2 separate regions of the Sus scrofa genome follow, and region 1 is linked to region 2. Evidence: chromatin contacts called from public Hi-C data. All regions are on one chromosome and are shown on one strand. Each heading gives the region's core, a stretch centred on a gene start, on an enhancer-like site or on the middle of the called end of the contact. The rest is flanking DNA. Distances are from core to core; before and after follow the strand shown. Region 1 holds the start of MARVELD3 (MARVEL domain containing 3). Region 2 holds the start of TAT (tyrosine aminotransferase).

What was found. Hi-C and Micro-C count contacts between places; a contact is called where the count stands out from the background.
Region 1: a Hi-C map of liver shows a contact between it and region 2, with 2.9 times the contacts expected there. The contact joins the promoter of MARVELD3 here to the promoter of TAT in region 2. A contact is called at or near these places in 1 of 5 promoter capture datasets (liver) and 5 of 47 Hi-C or Micro-C datasets (embryonic fibroblasts, liver and skeletal muscle).

What each region holds. Positions count from the first base shown.
Region 1 is chr6:14,612,914-14,620,881 of Sscrofa11.1, forward strand. MARVELD3 (MARVEL domain containing 3) reads left to right here and starts at 3,595. Exons shown (of 3, transcript NM_001243841.1): 1 at 3,595-4,017; 2 at 6,427-6,554. The coding sequence starts at 3,611.
Region 2 is chr6:14,579,205-14,586,295 of Sscrofa11.1, forward strand. It overlaps TAT (tyrosine aminotransferase), which reads right to left and starts at 3,999. Exons shown (of 12, transcript XM_003126884.6): 1 at 3,894-3,999; 2 at 3,076-3,323; 3 at 2,817-2,921; 4 at 18-85. The coding sequence starts at 3,310.

The DNA.
Region 1 (7,968 bases), core at 2,345-4,844, 33 kb after region 2:
GGTTAACGAATCCGACTAGGAACCATGAGGTCGCGGGTTCGGTCCCTGCCCTTGCTCAGTGGGTTAACGATCCGGCATTGCCGTGAGCTGTAGTGTAGGTTGCAGACGTGGCTCGGATCCCACATTGCTGTGGCTCTGGCGTAGGCCGGTGGCTACAGCTCCAATTAGACCCCTAGCCTGGGAACCTCCACATGCCCCGGGAGCAGCCCAAGAAATAGCAAAAAGACAAAAAAAAAAAAAAAAAAAAAAAAAAAGTTTATAGGAGTTCCTACGGTAGCACAGCGGAAGTGAATCCGACTAGGAACCATGAGGTTTCGGGTTCAATCCCTGGCCTTGCTCAGTGGGTCAAGGATCCGGCATTGTCATCAGCTGTGGTGTAGGTCACAGACGTGGCTTGGATCTGGTGTTGCTGTTGCTGTGGCTCTGGCACATGCTGGCAGCTGTAGCTCCAATTAGACCCCATAGCCTTGGAACCTCCATATGCAGCGAGTACGGCCCTAAAAAGACAAAAAGACAAAAAACAAAAAAAAAGTTATAGCTATATAAAGATAGAACAAATGTGGCAAAATGATAACAATTAGTTTATAAAAGATACAAAACAAACAAACCCCCAAAAACAAATGAAACAAAAAGGTGAGCTGGCATGGGGGTTTGGGTATTCAAAAAGAAGGTTCAGTGGTTAACAAATCCGACTAGGAACCATGAGGTTGCGGGGTTCGATCCCTGGCCTTGCTCAGTGGGTTAAGGATCTGGCGTTGCCGTGGCTGTGGTATAGGCCGGCAGCTGTAGCTCCGATTTGACCCGTAGCCTGTGCACCGCCATATGCCGTGGGAGCGGCCCTAGAAAAGGCAAAAAGATGAAGAAAAAAAAGAAGGTTCCAGAAGCCCAGGGGGAAGCTCTGAGAGAGAAAGGACTTTGCCACTTCACAAACCAGCCTCTGTCTGCTTGTGCACCAGCCTCCATGATAGCCACAGTTGTCTCAGGCTCAAAACAGGGCTTTGTTTAAATAAATGTTTATATAAGCTCCTAGGATTTGATCCTCTGTCCACTCTGGGACGAGAGTCTGGTGGAGCTCACAGAGCACTTCTGTGGGAAGGGGGTTGGTGTCTGGGCAGACAGGCCTGGTGACACCCCCTCCTGGATTTCCTCCTGCCTCCTTACTCAGTCTCCTTGCTTTTGAGCCATAAAGGTTAGATTTTCCAGGGGCTCGGCCAAGGCCTCCTTTTCCTTTCTAACTCCCTCCCTCCATAGGTGAGTCCTTTTACTCCTTTGGTGCATATCCAGCCCCACCCCAAAATCCCGCTCCTGCCCCCAACTGCATACGCACTCACATCCAATTGCCACTGGACATTTGGATGAAGCATACCCATCTCAAATTTCACACATCTACAGTGGAACTCTCCAACTTGCTCCAAACCAGGTTCTCTGCAGTCTTCCCATCTCAGTTAACGATACCTCCATCCAGAAGAGGGAACCCGCCTACATTGTTGGTAGGAATGTACACTGGTGCAGTCACTATGGAAAACAGTAAGGAAGTTTCTCAAAAAATTAAAAATAGAACTATCACATGATCCAGCAATCCAGCTCCTGGACGTATGTACAGGCAAAACTGTAATTCAAAAAGATACCTGGATCTCTATGTTCAGAGCGGCACTATTCACAACAGCCAAGACATGGAAATCACCTAAATGTCCTCTGACCGATGAATGGAGTGGATTAAGAAGATGTGGTACATACACAGAGTGGGCTACCAACCAGCCATAAAACGAACAAAATAATGCCATTCTCAGCAACATGGATGCAACTAGAGATTCTCATACTAAGTGAACTAAGTCATAAAGAGAAAGACAAGTACCTTATAATATCACTAATATGTGGAATCTAAAATATGACACGAATGAACCTGTCTACAAAACAGATTCACAGACAGAGAACAGACCTGTGGCTGCAAAGGGGGAGGGTGCTGGGGTCTGCAGACGGAAGCTATTTTACATGAAGGGAATAAACAACAAGGTCCTGCTGTATGGAGCACAGGGAACTACGTTCAATATCCTATGATAAACCATAATGGAAAAGAAAATATTTAAAATAGTATATATTCTTTACATATATATTCACATACATATCTGAATCACCTTGCTATACAGCAGAAATTAACACAACATTGTAAATCAACTATACCTCAATTATTATTATTATTATTATTTTTTTGGACTTTTTGCCTTTTCTAGGGCCGCTCCCACAGCATATGGAGGTTCCCAGGCTAGGGGTCGAATCGAAGCTGTAGCCACCAGCCTATACCAGGGCCACAGCAATGCAGGATCCAAGCCGCATCTGCGACCTACACCACAGCTCACAGCAACGCCGGATCCTTAACCCACTGAGCAAGGCCAGGGATTGAACCTGAAACCTTATGGTTCCTAGTCGGATTCGTTAACCACTGCGCCACGACGGGAACTCCTACCTCAATATTTTTTAAAAAGGATACCTCCATCCACCCATCCTGTACGTCTTCCTCCAAACCACAACCTAGATCTGTCCACTTCTCATCAACTCAGCTACCACCAGCTCTCACCTAGACTGTTCCAGTTGCTTCCTAACTCATCTCCTGAATTTACTCTTGGGCCTCTGTAGTCCATCTTCCTCACAGAAGCCAGAGTAATCTTTATTTTAAAAACATAGATCAGAGCAAGTCACTCACTCTCCTGGTTCAAAACACTTTAATGCCTTCCCATCACTCTTACGATTAAAATGCAGATTCTTCACCACGGAAACCCTACAGCATCTGCTGCTTCACCATCCAGGACTCAATTCAAAGGCCCCTTTCCAGATCTATATAAAGAAACCTGCCCTCCTCGTCACAGTTTACACGTCAGATTGTCTTCTTTTTTATTGCTTGTTCTCCCTTTTCCACACACTCTAGAATGGGTGCATTACTAGCAGAGTTCACCACTCTATCTCCAGCGACAGCTAGGCTAGGTGCTCAAACATATTTGTTGAAAGAACTCATTAATAGACGGTAATTTTGTATGTTTTAAAATATCCTTACTTGCCAAAAGGTTGCCAATTCTGTGGGGTTCATCATTAAAAAAAAAAAAAAGTTTAAGTCCAGGACTATTGTAATAAATAAACTGGCCTCAAGTCCCCTACAACACAGTTGTTAGGAGGATAACAGGAGAGGGAGGAAGAGAAGGATAGTGGCCGGGTGGATGGATGGGTGAGAGAATGGATGGGTCCACGCTGCAAAGAAAACCCAAGCTGTTAGCTGCGAGCTCAGTTCCCTAGGCCGCCCGTCTTGCAGACGTAACGGAGTGGATACTTCAGAGCAGACGGGCAGGAGGGCGGGCGGTAGGTCTCTCCCAGGTGTGTAAAGCATCTCGACGCTCCAGGACCCCACCAAACCCCGGAACGCTCGCGCCCAGACCCCTGGCCGCGCTCAGGGGCGCACCCTGCCGGTGAACGCCTCCTGGCCCTCAGCGGGGTTAGGGCGCGTGCGCGCAGGTAAGCGGCCCGCCCCACCTGGCTCCGCCCCCGGGCTTGGCCACCTGCCGGGGAAACTTGTGGATTGTTGCCCTCGGGTCGCTCTGGGGCGGGGACGCGGAACTCGGCCATGGAACGCACGTCGGGGACTCGAGAGCCCCGGACTCGGCCGAGAGAGCGGGATCCAGACCGGCACCCTCGCCCGGACCGAGATCGCCACCCCGAGCGACAGTGGGACAGAGCTGGGGACCCACGAAGGGAGAGAAACGGGGGAGAGCGAAGGGACAGGGACCGCGACAGGGAAAGGAGGGACCGCGACAGGGAAAGGGACCGACACTCCCACCAGGACAGACACAGGGCTGGGGACCATCGTGGAAGTGAACAAAGAGTCCCAGAAAAATCTCGCCCAAGTCGGACGCGGGACGGACCCCGGCAGCCGACTTGGGACCCAGCCCCGCCACCCTGGCCCGCGCCTTGGGAAACCCCGAAGCCACCATCCTCGCGGAAGGGGGGCCTTGAACGCCGCGGACCAGAAAGGTGAGGTGGGAGAGGGCTTGACCTCGGCCGGGAGAAAGCCTCGGTCTGAGGCCCGCCTGCGCTGCTCTACGCCCCAGAGACTTGTCCTTGGAAGTGGGTTTAAAGGAAGTGCGATTCCTCCCCTTTGAGCTCTTAGAGGGGATCTGGGAGGGAAGGAAAAGCTTACAGTGTCCTCGCTTCTGGACCTGAACGATTAACAAAGCAGAGAACGCCCCCCCTAACCACCCCCCTCCCCCCGCCTCCTTGCACAGCCGGGGACCAGGTAAAGAGGAAGAAAGGACTTCAGGACTAGAAATGGGAAGGGGTGGGCGGGAGGCTGGGTGGGTGGGGTTAACCTGAGGCTCCTCCCTGTCGTCCTGTGACCACAGGACCGCCCCCTGGAGCTTCACACCCTTGTCCAGTGATTCAAAACCCAAAGTCTCATTCCCTGGAAGCCCCGGCCTAATAAAGTCAGACCCATGAAGAATTCATAGTTTAATGTGTAACCCCTCTCAGGAACATATATGTATTTCAAAACCAGACAGCTGGAAGAAGCAACACTTTTAGCTGAAGAACTGAACGTACGGAAAACTCAGCCCCAAAGGGCAGTTCCCCCGCCCCTTTGTGAGGGAGGTCTTTCTGGGCAGCCTCAGCCTGATCCCACGACTGTTTCGGAATCTACCCTCCTGAATGAAGGAACCTTGTCAACCCTACCTGGTAAAACAAATTTCCTGGAAGGCCTGGAGGTGAGAGCATCATGATATTCTGGAAGACTTTGTGATCTGGGAGAGACTGAGGAGAGGCAGTGGTCCTGGATGACACCCACCCCCCTTCTAAGGAGGTGTTTTTTGTTTGTTTGTTTGTCTGTCTGTCTTTTTGGGCCCGCACCTGTGGCATATGGAAGTTCCCAGGCTAGGGATTGAATCAGAGCTGCAGCAACAACAGATCCAAGCCACATCTGCAACTTACATCTCAGCTTGTGGCAATGCTGGATCCTTAACACACTGAGCGAGGCCAGGGATTGAACCTGCATCCTCAAGGACACCAGTCGGGTGCGTTAGCACTGAGCCACAATGGGAACTCAGGAGGTGGTCTTTTCTTCGTTGCACATTCCATCCAACTCCACACATATTACTGAATGCTCAGATTAGGTGCCAGGCCAAGAAGGGGACAGCCAGGTATTGGAGTAAAGACTGCTTCTGGTTTTTGACACCTACCCTTATTCCTAAGAGGAGTCCAAGATCCTCTCTGCTATGGGACTTGGAGGCTTAAGCCCAGTCTCTCTCCGGGTTGTGTCCACACAGCGGGAAAGCTACTATCCTGAGTTTATGTTACCTTATCTAGAACTAACTAGCCAAATGGTGATAAAGGGTGTGTCCAAACACAGGCACTAGCTTTTGTGTCCCTGCCGAAAGCCACACTGCATTGCCTGTGCCTGACCTGGGAAAATCCAGAGCTTCAGGTTTATTGTTTTGTTTTTATTTTTTTGGCCATACCCACAAAAGGTCAAAGTTCCCGGGCCAGGGATCAAACCTGTGCCCGAGTTGCCACCTGTGCCCTAGTTGTGGCAATGCCAGATCTTTAACCCGCTGCCCCACACAGGAACTTCCCAGAGCTTCAGTTTTAGGTTTTCGTCTAAACTGGTGTCCTGATCCCCCTGCTCGACACCCCCCACCCTGTCCCAGCCCCAAAGCCAGTGAAGGGAATGTTTGCTTCTTTTGCTCAAAGACACTAGGTGGTTTGAAACCAAGAGCGATTTATTTCTGTCTCTCCTCCACATAACAAGCATTTATTTAATAAATGGGAGGTAGGGCCAGAGACAGCAGAGATCGACTCACAGTGTCCACAGTCTCGAGGTGACCGACAAGCAAACCAGCCAATTGCAGCACGTGAGCTACTCCTGAGGGACGGATTCAGAGAGAATAGAGCTAGGGCCCTGATTGGGCTCTGGAATGTTTCCTGCAGGAGTCGGGCTGGCAAAGGAAGAGAGTGAGCTATGAAGAATGTCCAAAGTTATGGTACCACCCATAACCTTAAGAAATATTTCTGATTCAATTCTTGCCAAAATAACAAGGGAAGGAAGAGAATACCAGCCTGGGCATCAGAGTCCTGTGAATGCAAACTAGTTTTGAAAAGGGCCTGTTCCTCCTCACTGAACTGAAAAGCCCCCCTAGGCAGCTGCCAGCATCCAAGGCAAGGCTCAGAATTACACGGATAAGTGAGGCCCTTAGAGGAATTGGGCCAAGTATTTGGATGCCCTGTGGAGCCACTGAGCCAGAAAATTTTTCTGGAGTACGAAATACTGCCCCAGATTTTCTGTCCTGCACATTCTTTAATGTCCAGACCCAGCATGAGGTGTCCTGAGTTCTACTGCCAAGCAAGCTCCTGAATGTGAAGCCCGCTAATGGCCATGTTTGTGTTTGTTTATAGTGAACGCACTTCAGGGAGATATCAGCTCTCGAACCCTGGGCCTGGGCTAGAGGAAGTGGAATATTACCAGTCAGAGGCTGAAGGACTCCTGGAATGCCACAAGTGCAGATACCTGTGCACCGGGAGAGGTGAGCCATGTGGAAGGTGGTTCAACCATTTACTTACTGTTGCTGGCGGTTCTGGAAGGGGTCCGAGCTGGTGAAATGAAAATTCAAGCAGACTTCCTTTTGGTTTCTAGCATTTTCATTTTCATACTTTGCTTCCCCTTTGATTGAAAAGGTAGGCATGAGGTTCCCCTTTGCTTAGAAAAGGTAGGCCTGTCTGCAAGGGGCGGCTGGCTTTCCCGGGTTTCTCCTCGAATGGAGATGGATGTGCCCCGGGTCTGGCGAGGCAGCCGTGGCTGCAGTTTTCAGGCTGCAGGTGGAGCCGCAGGCAGAGCCAGGAGCGTTAGAGAAGGAAGAGCACCTGGAGATGGGAGCCAGGCTGAGCTCGTGCCCCGGGATAGGACAGTGGATGCCCAAACACGCCCTCACGGCTGTTAAGTGCTGTCGACTGAGACCCACAGTAAGAAATACCTTTTACACTAAGAACGAGTTCACGTGTGTGCCCCTGAGCGCGCGCACGCGCACACGCACACACAGCCTGAAACAGTAAGACCCTATCACATACCAAGTACACTGACAATGTCTATCCTATTCTGTTTCATTGAAAACAAACAGAAACAAAAGAAAACACACCCTTAAGAACACGTACACGATACCATGTGTCAGCGCCAAATGTGGTTTCCCAGCGTTCCCACCCTGGCACCAGGCTGCCCTTGCCTACGAAGAAGAAAATCTGGTTTGTCAGCGTGAGCCCTTATGGCTCACAGGATTTGGTGAGAAATATTCCTAGGCTGCCTGTGACTAAAGGGGGAAAAGTTCTCAGCCTAAGGGAGAGAAATCAGGGAACTTAATACCTGAAAATATCTCTTAGGCTGATTACAATGAAATTCGCTCTTACGGAATTATGGAGGACTTTGACGGATGAGCCCCAGGCAATCCAGGTACAAGAATCCTCACTCTCATTTACACACTTGGGCACACCCTGTTGCTTTTAATTCTCTCAACAGCTCCTAAGGCAGGGAGAGGTTGCAATAAGTTACGCAAAGTCACACAACTGTTAAATGAGCAGCTGGAATTGAAACTTAAGAGCTTCTCTGACGCTAAGGCCTGAAATGGTTTACATGCTTGATCTCTTTCTCTTCTGTTTTTCTTCCTTCCTCCTCCCTCCCCCCCCTTTTTTTCACTCCCTCCCTTTCTTTCTTTTCTTTCTTTCTTTCCGCCTGTCTTCCTTTCCGACCTCCCTTCCTTTTTTAACCTTCTCTGGATGATATAAATAGTAGGAAGAAGCCCGAGGCTGCTTAACAGGTTTCTCTGTAGAGGTATTCTTCTGTGATTGATTTACCAAGAGAGGGCAGAGCTTGCCAGGGGACCCCATCAAAACACACCTTGATTTAGCTTTGATTGCTTCTGGCTATTTGGCTTTGGGCCTAGAGGTTGG
Region 2 (7,091 bases), core at 2,749-5,248:
CCCCATCTGGGGCTCACCTTAGCTTCCAGGGGTGCCTCCGGACAGTGGTAATAAGAAGCAACCTCCTCCCGACTGGACAGGTAGCCTGAGAGAAAAGAGCAGAAGGAAGAAGCTGGAAGTTTTCACCCCACCACTGACAGCTCTGCCCTTAAGTCAGCAGGGCTTCAAGGCAACCTTCAGAGCACATACCATTCAGTTTAGCTCCAGGGCACTGAAGGTAAAAGAGATTACCTTCCTTCATATCTTACAATTTTATGGGCACAAATGTATAAATAATAACAAGAATTACCACACACTATAAAATTATCTGCAGCCTCTTGCTTACGTGATTGCATTTTATTTATTTATTTTTTTTTTTACTTTTTAGGGCCACCCTCGAGGCACATGGAGGTTCCTAGGCTATGGGTTGAATCAAAGCTATGGCTGCTGGCCTACACCACAGCCACAGCAATGCCAGATCCAAGCCACATCTGTGACCTATGCCACAGCTCATGGCAACACAGGATCCTTAACCCACTGAGTAAGGCCAGAGATGGAACCCACAGCCTCATGGTTCCTAGTCAAATTTGTTTCTGCTGCGCCATGACAGGAACTCCTTGTTTTATTTTATTTTAGATTATTTATTATTTAATCTAAGTCCCTTCTAAGAACTATATATATATATATATATCATTCTATTTTATTTTATTTTATTTCCTTTTTAGGGCTGCATCTGTGGCACATGGAAGTTCCCAGCTAGAGGTCGAATTAGAACTGCAGCTGCCGGCCGTAACCACAGCCATGACAACATAAGATCAGAGCTGCATCTGCAACCTACACCACAGCTCACGGCAACACAAGATCCTTAACCCACTGAGCGAGGCCAGGGATGGAACCTGCATCCTCATGGATGCTAGTTGGGTTTGTTACCTGATGAGCAGCAATGGGAACTCTAAGAACTATATTTTTTGAAAACTTGTAATTAATGCATTCAGTACATTGGGTCCATTTAACTTTTTCACATTGTATTGTATACCTATTAGTATTTTTCCTATTATTCCCTTTTAAACTATTTTTAAATTAACTTTCCCCTTTTGAATTGTACTCTCATACAATATCTCCAAGTGTTGGCGTATCAGCTTGAAGTACACACAGTTTCATACAGATTATTATGTTTTACACAATTGCTCTCCAAAAAGATTATTTTTAGTTACCAAGGCTAGAGGCAATATTCATAATATTTGTTAAGTTAATAAGTAGAGATGGTTCTCTTGAAGTTATGCAAATTGGCACTTTCCTAATTATTAATAAAGAAGAGCATTTTCTAGATATATATTATTATCTGTGTTTCTTTTGGCATGAAGTGTTCATATCCTTTGACTATTTTTCAAATGGAGACTTGGTTTTGGTTTTTCAGGTTAAATCATTTTCCTACTATTTTGGATGTAAAAGTCATCATACACTATTTTTAGGAGTTCCCGTGTGGTTAGCAAACCTGACTTAGCATCCATGAGGATGTGAATAAGATCCCTGGCCTCGCTCGGTGGGTTAAGGATCCTTGTTGCTGTAAGCTGTGGTGTAAGTTGCAGACGCAGCTTGGATCTGGTGTGGCTGTGGCTCTGGCATAGGCTGGCAGCTACAGCTCCGATTCGACCCCTAGCCTGGGAACCTCCATGTGCCTCGAGTGTGGCCCTAAAAAGATAAAATAAAATAAAATAAAAATAAACTATTTTTATAACCTAACTTTTGATCTTACTTTGTTTTGACTTTTATTTGTGAAACTTTATAATATGTAAATAATCAAGCTAAAAATCATGTGCTTCATATCTATTTAAAGTGCTCTTAAAACTCTATTTTAGCATGAAACTGGATTTTTATTCTGCATTAAGAATGTTTCTGCGTGCACATATACATGGAGGAAAATGTGCAACACAAAACAAAATCAAAGAATCACTTGTTTTGCCAAAGTGTTTAGGGTAGAAATGTTTAATAGATGAAGAGAGTTGAACCTAAGTAAGAATAATTTCTTTCTGTCATAAACAACCTTCTATCCTCCGGAAGGACAGCCCACTCTTTGCTGTCCTTGGTTTTTTGTTTTTGCATTCAAACAAGCATGATTACATTGGGAGTGTCACCAGGACCATAAATAAAATAAACCTTGAATGTGTAGAAAAGGAGAAATAAAGCCAAGAAGCTATTTACATAAGGCAGTAAGGAAATTAATTTAGGACCTATAGAGCTCTGTAAAGAAGCAGCTGCAGGAGTTCCATTGCAGCTCAGTGGTAACAAACCCAACTGGCATCCATGATGACGTGGGTTCAATCCCTGGCCTCACTCAGTGAGTTAAGGATCCGGCGTTGCTATAAGCTGCAGTGTAGGTCACAGACAAGGCTGGAACCTGGCATTGCTGTGGCTGTGGCACAGGCCAGCAGCTGTAGCTCTGACTCAGCCCCTAGCCTGGGAACCTCCATATGCTGCAGATATGGCCCTAAAAAATTTTTTTAAAAAGAAGCAGCTGCTGCAGCCAAACTCAAGGCCTGTGTATAGAATTAGCAATGGTAGGTAGGAGCTTTATTTGAGAAATAAGTATGTCCTGGGAGTCTAGAGAGGAGAGGTGCCATAGCGTCAGAAGAAGCCAGGAAAGAAGATGGACCTTGATGACTATGAGGGTAAGCATTCTGAGACTCCTTTCCCCAAATCCAAACAGCCATTTTATCTTCGCCTCGCTTTAGGAATTATGCATCAGGAAGGCAAAGAGAATTGCTAGACACTTACTCCTATTAGAAAAACACCAAATATTTGGAAGCCACCAGATTAGAATCTCAGGAGGAGCTTACCAATGGAGGGGGCATAGCCGTTATACTTCCCCGAGTCCAGGGCATCTTTCATTGCTTGAGTTACTTCCTGGTCTGTTGGCAGGTTTCCAAACACAGTAGGGTCCCCTTTTCACAGGAGCAAAAAAAAAGAACCACCAAGAGGTTATTCTTCAGGCCCAGGGCTCAGACCCACCCTCCACTTTCATCCTTTCCACCCAGCCAGCGAGGATGGGGGTGAGAGGAACAAGGCCTGCCTCTTGGTCAAGTGTCCCCCACTCACCAATTGACAGAGATATTGTGGTCTTGTTTGGGTTCGGTTTCACCTTCATGCTGTCCACGATGGCCCGGATGGGATTGCAAGTCTTGTTGGACATGTCCGAGGGCCTCACGGACCATCTGGCCTTCCTGCCTTTCATTTTTCCTGGCACAGGGATTCTACCAGCAGTGTTGACATGCACATCCAGAACGGAGGGGAGGTTGCCATGGCCGTGCATCTGAATCACGTAGGGGTCCATCACCAGCAAGACTCTGGGGAAAAGAAGAAGGGGTCACTTTGACACTTAGAACGAACACCGTCCAGGAGGGGGCTGCAGTTGGACCCAAACATGGGGGTGATTTCACCAGACATCTTTCCAAACCCCTTTCTCATATAAAGTAGCTTTGTTATGCATGAAGGGAGTTTTAAGACTTTTTACTGAGATGGAAAATAAGCAAGAATCCATTCTAAAATATGAGCAGAGCGTGTTCTGTTGAATGCTTATCTACTGAGACCCTTAATTCCCACGAAACTTTAACCACGCCCTCAGTGGAACCAAGGGAAAAGGACATGAAAGTTGGTCGGCAATGACGGTGTAGGTCTTCCCTCCTTTCCTGGTAAGTCAGAGTCTCCCTAAGACTTCCACAGACCGTGTGCACAGAGCCAGGAGGAACCCTTCCACATGGCTAGAAATTCAGTGTTAATATTACCATTAGTAAAAATAAACCCCTATTCCATAAGTGTCTTGGTGCCCTGTGGAAAAAACCAGTCAAGATACCACAAAGAAAAAAGTGTGCATCCTGAATCACTACCACTAGATTAGGTGAGGATTGAGATTTTACCTGTCAGGTACTGGAGCAGCGGCTGCCAGGTAATCAGACCAGGAAACTGTCTTAGTCCTTTGACAAGTTACCGTGACAGTGATTTCAGAGGTGATGCCTGACTCCTGAAATAGCCCCATAAATGGGCGTTGGGCCTGAAACTTTCATGCTATTGGTTGGGGTGAGAACAGGGCAGCCCTCCTCTCTCCTTCCCTCCCCACCTTTTTTTTTTTTTTTTTTTTTTTTTACCTCTAACCCTGCCTCCACCCCCACCACCAAATCAGGAGTTTGTCCTCACTTCAAACATCTGGAATTCTCTGTGTTAACTCTTTCCAGGCACTTTGTGAGATGTTTGAGAGGAATGTCAGAGGGGGTAGTTAGGATGACAGCTGATAGTTTTGTTTGTGTGTGTGTGTCTTTTTAGGGCCACATTTGCAGCATATGTAGTTTTGAAGGCTAGGGGTCAAAAGGGAGCTGCAGGTGCCAGCCCACACCACAGCCACCGCAACTCGGGATTGGAGCCACATCTGCAACCTACACCACAGCTCATGGCAACGCCAGATCCCTAACCAGGGATCAAACCCGCATCCTCATGAATGCTAGCTGGGTTCATTACCGCTGTGCTGCAACAGGGACTCTCTGATAATTTTTATGAAATTGTTATTTTATTTTGTGACAAGATAACCTATTAAAAATGTAGTGGTACAGACCAGGTTCAAGGGAAAAAGCAGGAGTCCTTCCTTGCACCTTCTATCTGTACATTTTATTCTCACTCCCGGTGGCAGGCAGTGGTAATGGTTTGACCATTTCTATCCATTCACCAAGACAGACAAATGACAGGACATCAGCAGATTGATCGATGAGAGATAAATCCATAAAGCCAGAATTTTATAAATTTCCAAAACAGAGCTGAGACCTGCTCCACAAGTTGTTCAGCAGCAGGCTTATTTACTGCCTGCATCTCGGACTCTTTTCCCCGTCAGTCCACAAAGTTCTTCTGTGATTGGAACAAAGCGGGCAATTAGAGAAAATCAAGGCCAACTTCATAAACATCGTAAAAATATCGAGTCTCTAAGGCAATCCAGGCCTGTGCCATTTTATCCTTATACTGTGGATTCGCCTTCATTTCCCTGCTAAGGAGTTACTGGAAAAATAAGATGTCAGGTGAGATCTAAGTCAAACAACTTGGCTAAACAAGCGCAGCAGAGAACCTGGCATTCCTGTGAGCCCATGAGAAATACTGTCCGTTCAAGGGTTAAGAGAGCTTCGTAACCCCATGGCTCAAATTCTGTTTATTTATTGGAAGACAAGGAGTTGTTACATAACCTCTGATAGGAATAATGTTATTAACTCTTGCATACAGGTTTTTGTATAAACATAGGTTTTCAATTCTCTGGGGTACATACCTTGGAGTAGAGCTGCTGCGCCATATTATGGACAGTTTTTGCACTGTGAATTATTATTTTTTATTTTTCAATGAAATTTTTTGCATGGTGAATTTTTAAATTACACCATGAAGTTTTCCCATGTTATGAAAAACATTCTATCAGAGAGAGGCATTAGAATTTATTGAAGAACTGTCCTATTGTTGGACATGATGTGGAGTCTAGTTTTTATCTTTGTAAGGAATGCCGCCAAGCGCATCCTTGTACATAAATGTTAGTTCATATATTTGATTATTTACATAAAATTTTACTATACATTGATTTACTGCATTGAAGAGAATAAACATTTTTTCTTTTACTTTATTAAAGTATAATGTATTATCAAAAAGTAAATTCAAATCTAATGTTTATCAACTAAACCCTGAAACCTTCTTTCTCCATAATTTCCCCATAATCCCATATCATGAGAATAGCCAGTTTAGCCATTTCTGGTTTATCTTTCCAAGTGTTTTCTTTTCTTTCTTTCTTTTTTTTTTTTTTCTGTCTTTTTGTCTTTTCTAGGGCCGCACCTGTGGCATATGGAGGTTCCCAGACTAGGGGTCCAATCAGAGCTGTAGCCACTGGCCTACGCCAGAGCCACAGCAACTGGGGATCCAACCCACGTCTGCGAGCTGCACCACAGCTCACGGCAACGATGGATCCTTAACCCACTGAGCAAGGCCAGGGATCGAACCCGCAACCTCATGGTTTCTAGTCGCATTCGTTAATCATTGAGCATGACAGGAACTCCCCAAGTGTTTTCTATATCTACATAATACTTGAAGAGCTGGTCTTGGTGTTGTCAAAAAAATATATATTATATGTTTATTCTATAGCTGCACTGTCCTTTATTGTAGCCACTACTCATAAGTGGCTACTGAGGACTGGAAATGTGTTTTGTCTGAAGAGAGATGTGTTGTCAGTATAAAATATACAATGGGTTTCAAAGACGTATAAAAATAATGTAAAATAGCTCATCAATAATTTTATATTGATTACATGCTTAAATGATATTTGAATCTACTGAGTAAAATAAAATAAATTCTTAAAATTAATTTCATCTATTTCTTTTTTACTTTTAAAAATACTTCTATTAGAACATGTGAAATTGCTATGTGATTTGCTTTCCATTTCTGTTGAATGATGTTCTGTAGCTTGCTCTTTAAAATATTTTGGTAATATGTTGTGTGGACGTTCTTTCCATTTTCATACATAGGGATCACCTTGATTCCTCTTAATGGCTAAGTAGTGTTTGTTTAACATTCCACTCTTGTTGGACATAGGGTGGCTTCCAATTTTTCTTTCTATGACAAGTAAATCCTATTGAAGACTTATTATTTATGACTGGGAATTTTAATGAGTATCCTATACTTTGTGGAATAGATTCCTAGAGGGAGAATCATGTTTCAAATATGGATAGACCTGCCAGATTGATCGACTCATGGACTACAAGAAGAAGAGACAACACCAACATGTGTTATTTTGACAACATCTTGGAGTTCAGAGCACTTGTCAAGATGATACATCCTTTGGGGAAATAACAATAAAAAAAATTTTTTTTAAGGTGTTATTCCAATTAAAAAAAAAAAAAAGATACATCCTGCTTGAGGAGTGACATGGGGAATCAACAGAGTGTTACAGCAGGGGTTCTCCAGGAGGACAGAGGTTAAGACCCTTCTTCTTGATAGTGGCCTTTGCAAGAGTTAAGTCAAACAAGGATGGGACTGTCTCAAAGTTAGAAGCAAATGTGACTGATTTCTGTCACTCCAGGCTTGGACTTTCAAGTAACCCAGCT